Regions from separate parts of the Mus musculus genome. Here region 2 is linked to region 1. The links are chromatin contacts, called in public targeted proximity ligation maps. All regions are on one chromosome and are shown on one strand. The core of a region is the stretch at or near the end of the contact, and the rest is flanking DNA. Distances in the headings are between cores, read along the strand shown.

Region 1 (3,787 bases), core at 445-2,944:
CTGGGTGCCTTTCTACTGCCCCGCCAAGGTTGGAGCCTTGGCTTGGGGAGCCAATGAAGCCAAATAAACTTGTAAGCTGTCTCCCCAAATGTAATGTCACCTTTCTTGGAGGTAATCTGGTGTTTTGTCTTCATGCCCCTAGAACTCTGGGCAGATAAGTAGCTGAGGCAGAGCTAGGAGGCCTTGTGCCTCCTCTCCTAGGACCAAGCCCAGCAACTGGGTAGTCGCTAAGGCCCAGCCCAGCCAGCCTCTCACCATTGCCAGGCTTTTCCTTGAGCCATCTCTACCATTCAAGTGATGCTTTGCCCGGAGGTTCCTTGTTGCCGGTGGTCCCTGTCTGCCTGCTAGGCCCAGCTGCGATGTCATCTCTAGGAACCTTTCCCAGGATGTGTCGTCTTCACCCCAGGGAGATACTCACCTCTGGGAAAAATCTCAAGGGTTTGCCCTGGGTTTGCCTCTCATATTCTGGATATGGGGAAGCCCACCCACCTGGAAGCATGGTGACCCTCCCTGGTGGCCTGGACCTGGCCTTGAGGTTCCCACCCAGTCAATGCCTTAGGGCAGTCCTTCCATGGTTTATGAATGAAGCTCCCCCAATTTACACAAAGTAGCCATTCCAGGTCTGCAGTCCAGCCAGGCAGAGGCAGGAGATCTGCAGCAAGAGCCAGAACAAAGAGTCAGGAACACCAAGCGCCCTTACCTCATGCTCTCTCCAACTGTGTCTATTCTGAGTCCCACAGAGCCTCTCCCACCCTCTGCTTAGGCGATCACTGTCCCACCCAGAATGCTTCAGCATCCTCACAAGATCTTTGGTCTACTTGCCAACAACAACCTGTCTCCTCAGCCCCTTCTTCATGGTTGGTCTCTGACTCCTATATGACTTTTTCCCTGATGTTATCTTTAAACTTTTATTTTATTTTAGACAATCTTACTCTATTGCCCTGACTTCGAACCTGCTTTGTAGATCAGGTTAGCCTTGAACTCACAGAAATCTTGAAGGCATTCGCCATCACACTTGGCCCTATATTTTTATATAGATTGCTGTTTTGCCTGCATGGGTCTTTACCACAAGTGTACCTGGTATACCTGTGCCAGGGGAAGGCTCTCAGGTAACCTGGAACTAGAGTCACTGGCAGTCGTGAGCCACCATGTAGGTGCCAGGAATCGAACCAAGGTCCTCTGGAAGAACAGCAAGTGTTCCTCACAGCAGACCATCTTTCCAGCACCATAACTAGCTTGTTCTCTGGTTGGAATATTACTTCCTTCAAAGAGTTTTCCTGGGAAGTTTGCCCTCCCCGCAGGCTGCTCCCTGGTAGTTTGTCAGCAGATTTCTTATGGGAGCAGCAGGAGAGGACAAACCTGTGTCTGTCATCTTCCCTGGTGTCTGAATGAGTGATGCATATGTGACCAAGGAGGCGTGACTTTGCGTACGTTCGTGTGAGGATCTCTCCAGGCTTTTCTCACCCAGTCAGTCTTCTCACCACAGTGTCTTCCTCCGCCCACCCCCAGTGCCCGGCTGCCATGTCTTGCCCCAGAAACTGGGCGTGCTGTGGCTCACCTCCCTCATTCACGTTCATTCTAGTCATCTCAGCCGCCTACCCACGCAGCACCTCCTCCCCGCCACGCCCTTCGCAGCCCCTCCCTGGTGCCACTGGTGGCTTAGCCTACTCCCTCACCTTCCCAGACTCAGTGCCATGCTATGGGGAGTCTGAAACCATGGGCCCGATACCTGCTCCTGCTTATGGCCCACCTGCTGGCCATGGGCCTTGGGGCTGTGGTGCTTCAGGCCCTGGAGGGCCCTCCAGCTCGCCACCTCCAGGCCCAGGTCCAGGCTGAACTGGCTAGCTTCCAGGCAGAGCACAGGGCCTGCTTGCCACCTGAGGCCCTGGAGGAGCTGCTAGGTGCGGTCCTGAGAGCACAGGCCCATGGAGTTTCCAGCCTGGGCAACAGCTCAGAGACAAGCAACTGGGATCTGCCCTCAGCTCTGCTGTTCACTGCCAGCATCCTCACCACCACCGGTAGGCACTACCACCACTACCACCAAGCAAACCAGGAGGAGGACCCAAGAGCTCTAGGGTGCAAGCCCTTCCCCCACCCCAAAGCTCCAGACAAAGCCACGGCTCTATCAGACCTGACATCACAAGTGGGGCTCCCCACACAACACACCCCAACTGGTGCCTCCACTTAAGCTGCCAGGAGGGGTGTGGCCTCCCCAGCCCCGCCCCTCAGCACTCTGCATCCAGCAGAGAAACCCGGGTCACATAGGCCTGAAGCCAGACAGAGAATACATCTGGGTGGGATAGACTCTTGGCTAGAGAGATGCTGTAGGAAGCACAGCTTAGAGCCGCCCTCGAGGAAGTCTGAGGGGAGGAAGTGGTGATGATGTGCTCAGAGCCCAGTGAACAGGGTGCAGAAGTAGGTCGGGTTAGCGAAATTCCTGGCTAAGAGAACAGATGTGCTTAGGCACAGAACTAGTCCTAGGGGGTTGGTTTTGTTTCATTGTCCTGCTAATAGTCTAAATACTTTTCAAAGTGAAATATGTATCTCTAACTTCCTTTCCAATTGGCTGGAGCAGGATGGAGCCTGCCTCTAGACCACATGGCCGCTGGCCCACCCAGTCTTCACTACACTCTTACCTCACAGCTGACTCCTAGGAGCTTTGGCCTTTGTAACCCATGGACCCTGCTGATCTTGTTCTCCCAGCATGCCCCAGTCTCCTACCTCTCCCTTTCTTGCTCCCTGCTTCTCTGGCTCTAAATGCTGTCTCTCGTGCATGCTGCCTCTTTTCAGAACGTCTTGTTCCCTTGCCTGCTTCCCTCCCATAACCCAGAGCCCGGGCAGATACACATTTGGGGAAAGAAGGCGGATGGCATGCCACAGGTTGAAGATTTGGAAATAATGGTAAAAATAAGAACTGACAAACCCAGGAAGTCAGGATCTGGCTGGGGAGACATTAGTTGTGGAGCGCTTGCCTAGAAGGCATGGGGCTCCCTGGTCTCCATCTGAAGTACAGATAAAGAGGAAGGGTCTCTCAAAGCCAGAATCAGCTTTAAATTGTTCCAGCTACAGACAGCCTAGGGCATCTGTCTTCAGAATTAATTTTCCAGAAAAGACAACAGTAACCCAGTGAGGTTAAGAAGCCAGTCCACCATCCAGTGAAAAGAGGACCCCAGCCTGAAGCATTCATGTCATCACCAAAAGGCAGACTTCTGTGGGAGGTGATGGAGAAAAAGTGACCGCCAGGGGCAGCCCACTCAAAAGCTTGCTGCCCTCTTCTCTCTCTTTTCCAGGTTATGGCCACATGGCCCCACTCTCCTCAGGTGGAAAGGCCTTCTGTGTGGTCTATGCAGCCCTTGGGCTGCCAGCCTCTCTAGCACTTGTGGCTGCCCTGCGCCACTGCTTGCTGCCTGTGTTCAGTCGCCCAGGTGACTGGGTAGCCATTCGCTGGCAGCTGGCACCAGCTCAGGCTGCTCTGCTACAGGCAGCAGGACTGGGCCTCCTGGTGGCCTGTGTCTTCATGCTGCTGCCAGCACTGGTGCTGTGGGGTGTACAGGGTGACTGCAGCCTGCTAGAAGCCATCTACTTCTGTTTCGGCTCACTCAGCACGATCGGCCTAGGAGACTTGCTGCCTGCCCATGGACGTGGCCTGCACCCAGCCATTTACCACCTTGGGCAGTTTGCACTTCTTGGTGAGTCCAGAAAAGAGGAGGGTAGAGAGGGTCTGGACTACAACTCCCATAGACCACTAGGGACTACAATTCACAGAGATCCTACCCTAGGGCACAAA
Region 2 (3,787 bases), core at 932-3,431, 98 kb after region 1:
AACCTGGCGAGCTCTGCTTATCCTGAGAGTGGATTTCCTTTTTTCTGGTTCCCTTGAGTCATCTGCCTTTAGGATTCTAGACAGACCTAAGGGGAAAAGAACTCAAAATATATTTTGCCCCCATTCCCCCAAAAGCACTTTGCCCAATTACCTCCCCTACACAGGAGTGAGGCTTGTGGTAGGTCATCTGTTCAAACTACAACGTCTTACAAAACTGGGAGGTTGTGCTGGCTCTACCATTCATTCCCCTCTGAGCGGTTAAAGACAACTTGCCATCTACCATTCTTCTTTCTGGGCCTTGGCAGTCAGCCCTCAAAAGCTTCTGACAAGATGCAAGAGGACATAACCCTGAAAAAGAAAAACCTACAACACCCGCAAAGGCCTACATACAGCCCCAGATATATCTCTTTACACAGAAGCCTACAACTCCCCCATAACTATTAAGACAAAGTAAACAAGTTACCATCCAAGTTACAGAAAACCACCACCATGTTGCCGACCTCAAGGAATGTTACCGCACCGCATGCTCTCCCTGCAGCCTTTCTTGCACACTGGCATGCTGGTCTAGGAGCCGCTATCTATCCTCTCCACAATGCCTGCTCGCCTCCTCCGCGCAGTTGACAAGCCAAGCCGCCAGCTAGCTTCATCACCAACTCGCTCTCGCTCCACCATCCTGGAACCCTTTCCCAGCTTCACCACCACATCCGTATGGCTCCTTCTTCCTAGCTTCCTCCACCGAACCGCACTCTTTCCTGGGCTATCTTCACCATGCACTGCTGCTGCTGGCTCCTCAGTCCTTCCTAGCTTCACCAAACTGGCTTCGGGACTCCTGTCTGCCGCTCCTGTCTTCCTAGTTCACTGAATGCACTTCTGTGTAGACCTGGGTCAGCTGCCAATGCTAGTCGTTAGGATTTTAAAAGCACCTCAGCTCAAGTCCAATGCAAAATGCTGACAATCTTGAAACTGTTATCAAAAGTCCTTTTGTCATCAAGCAAAATTAAGCTACAAGTTAAGGCTTTTAATATTCTTCTAACTCTTCAAAGGCATTCTGCCTTAACTTTTTACTTCAGTCCTAGTAGCTTTGATTGCTAGCTTCAATCTTGTATGTGGCTGTCTAAAGACTCTTCTAAACTGCTCGCTCCATCAGAAATTTGAACTTATGGCTTTAAAGATAATTTCCTTCTGACTTTATATCTTATCCAACCTTTTGGCCTCAATCTTATCTTCTTTGCCTATCTTGAATGCTGGCATCCAAAGTTGTCTTAACTTCCATTTTGTTTTTCTATCTTGCTTCTTTCTATCTTCTATTCTTCGGCTTCCTACTACCTGTGCCTTTAAGTACCTTTTCTGTCTTCTAAAGATGCTTTGTCTTCTATTTTCCTATCTTCTCTAACAGCTTTTTCTTCACCTTCCTGTATGTCTTCTTCGTCTTTCACTTCCATTTTCTAATCTTCTTTCTCCAAATACTAGCCTAACCTTTTTGTTTTTTCAAGACAGGGTTTCTCTGTGTAGCCCTGGCTGTCCTGGAACTCACTCTGTAGACCAGGCTGGCCTCGAACTCAGAAATCCGCCTGCCTCTGCCTCCCAAGTGCTAGGATTAAAGGCGTGCGCCACCATCGCCCGGCTAGCCTAACACTTCCATCTTCCCTGTTTCCAACTCATGCCTTCAAACGTACATGCGCCAGTCGAAGGATTTTTATAACGGCCGTCAACTTAACCTACTTTTCTCAATCTTTTAAAACTACACCTCATTTTCAAACTATTCTCTACAACTTTACTGTTTTAAATGCCACTTAGATTCTATTTAGGTAACCTTCGTTTTAATCTACAAGGCCGACCTTCAAACTAGAACCTTTTAGAACTTCACAAAACCTCCCTTTACAATCTCCTAAACTGCTCTGGTCAGCCTCCATTATACAGTACAAATACTTTTCTCCTCATTTCCTTTTTCAAACTGTTTAAATAAGCCTTCATGTTATCTCTTAAGATCTTCTTAGATTATTAAGACTAAGTAATATTTCGATAAGCTACTCTATTAGCTTAAGTTTAGAGTTCTAATTCTTTTTACTGCTCAATCTTTTTAATTAAAAACTTATCTGCGATTTCCTCGGGCTGAGTCTCCTGCCTCACGAGCTCAGCTGTGCTGCTCTACGCTGCTCTGCTCTCGCTGCCTGAATGCCTGACGCAGAGCCCGGAGCGCCGGTATTTATTGCAAAGGGACACGTCACTCCACCGGAACCTAGTAACCCTCCACCACCTTGGTGAAGGAAGAAAAATAGTTCCTCAGAGAGTTAAAAATAGATCCTGACTTCCAAGTTTCTAGATTTTTCTTGACGTCGTGTGGGCCTCTTGGACCTTGCTAATACAGAGAAATGTTTAGCTTGTACCAGCTAAATAGGTACAAATAGGTTTAAAATTTCTGGTCACAAGGAGAAAAAACATGAACTAATAGCTATTAAAAATGGGAGCCCCAAGTTTTTCAGATGTTTCAACACCTTTTGCGTTTTCCTGGGAGGACAGAGGGTATAGCGTATGTTGCAAGTGTTAAAACAGGCTTTCCCACAGCTTCAGCTTCCACTTCCCATTTTGTAACTCCCCGAGCGGCTGCCATTTCATGCGAAACAAGATGGAGGTCTCTCGGAAAGTGACCGGCCCTGCGAGTGGCTTCTGAGGTGGTGACACTTTGTACTGGTTTATACTGGGAATGCTCCTGTAGGGACGACCTGCAGCCTCCGGCTGCTCTCGGGGCCACTTTTCCGAGCCCGGGTACACGAGCGCTTTGGTGCTTGCCTACGTCCGCCATGTTAGGCTGCGGTCTCAGCCCAGCAAGGCCATGGTCGCTGCAGGTGAGGGCACGGCGACCTTGGCGGCCATGCCGAGCACCACCCGCACTGCGCTAATAACCGTCAGAGCCCGGCCCGTGGCGGCAAGGTCCCCAGGTCTATCTCATCGCTTCCTAAAACTACGACGGAGGGGAAAGGATGTTTTTCTCTTTCTCCCAGGACCATGGAGAAAGCGTCACTGGGCGCAGAAAGCGGGGGCCGCGCCAGGGAGGGCGGGGAGGACCGCGGAACCCGTCGCGAGGACAAAGGGGGTGGGGAGAGGCGCAAGGATACGCGGGTCGTGAGTCGCCGCCTCCCTTTGTGAGCTGCTGAATCGAGGGCTGGCAGCCGGCCGGGTTCGACCGGTTCTAACCGGTTCCAGCCGGTCTAGGCAAAGTTTCTGCTGCAGAGCCTCGCTGCGCAGGCGCGCCCCGCCCCGCCCCCAAGCGCCTTCACCACGGTGCTGGAATGACTGGTGTGGGAGCAGGGCGGCTGCGGGGGGCTGTGCTGCAGTTTCCTGGTCGCCCCTTATTGCGGCCTACTGGGCCCACGGACATGGCTTTTTTGGTCTCTATGTCATCCATTAAGTGTTAAGACACATACTTTGCTCGTACGTTTACTTTATACTCTAGAATTTTCAAAGGGAAGCGAGTCTCGGGTTGATCCCGTAAACTGGAGGCTGCCTGGATTTTTAGAAAAGCTGCTGGAGTCGTGGGAAACAGCGCCCCGGGGCGCATTGAGATCCAGAGCTCGCGATCGCACACGGCCTGGCGGCACCGTCCTGCTCCCCACCTCTACGTTCTAGGACCTGTGAATAGGGAGGTTTGGGCAGAGGCTTTCCCAGGGTAGACAGAACTTAATGACCATACAGGCTGATAGTCACTAAGGACATAAAATTACATGAATATTCTATTATAAAACTAAAGGAGAGAGGCACCCTTAGACTGAGGTGGGGCTCTAGCAAA

What was found.
Region 2: a targeted proximity ligation map of embryonic stem cells shows a contact between it and region 1, with 5 read pairs. A contact is called at or near these places in 5 of 130 datasets of targeted methods (craniofacial prominence, embryonic fibroblasts, embryonic stem cells and 2 more) and 3 of 9 other capture datasets (adipose tissue, liver and pancreatic islet).

What each region holds. Positions count from the first base shown.
Region 1 is chr19:5,702,777-5,706,563 of GRCm38.p6, forward strand. It overlaps Kcnk7 (potassium channel, subfamily K, member 7), which reads left to right and starts at 1,695. Exons shown (of 3, transcript NM_010609.3): 1 at 1,695-2,018; 2 at 3,291-3,689. The coding sequence starts at 1,700. It overlaps Map3k11 (mitogen-activated protein kinase kinase kinase 11), which reads left to right. Exons shown (of 12, transcript NM_022012.3): 12 at 1-89.
Region 2 is chr19:5,800,491-5,804,277 of GRCm38.p6, forward strand. Malat1 (metastasis associated lung adenocarcinoma transcript 1 (non-coding RNA)) reads right to left here and starts at 2,182. Exons shown (of 1, transcript NR_002847.3): 1 at 1-2,182.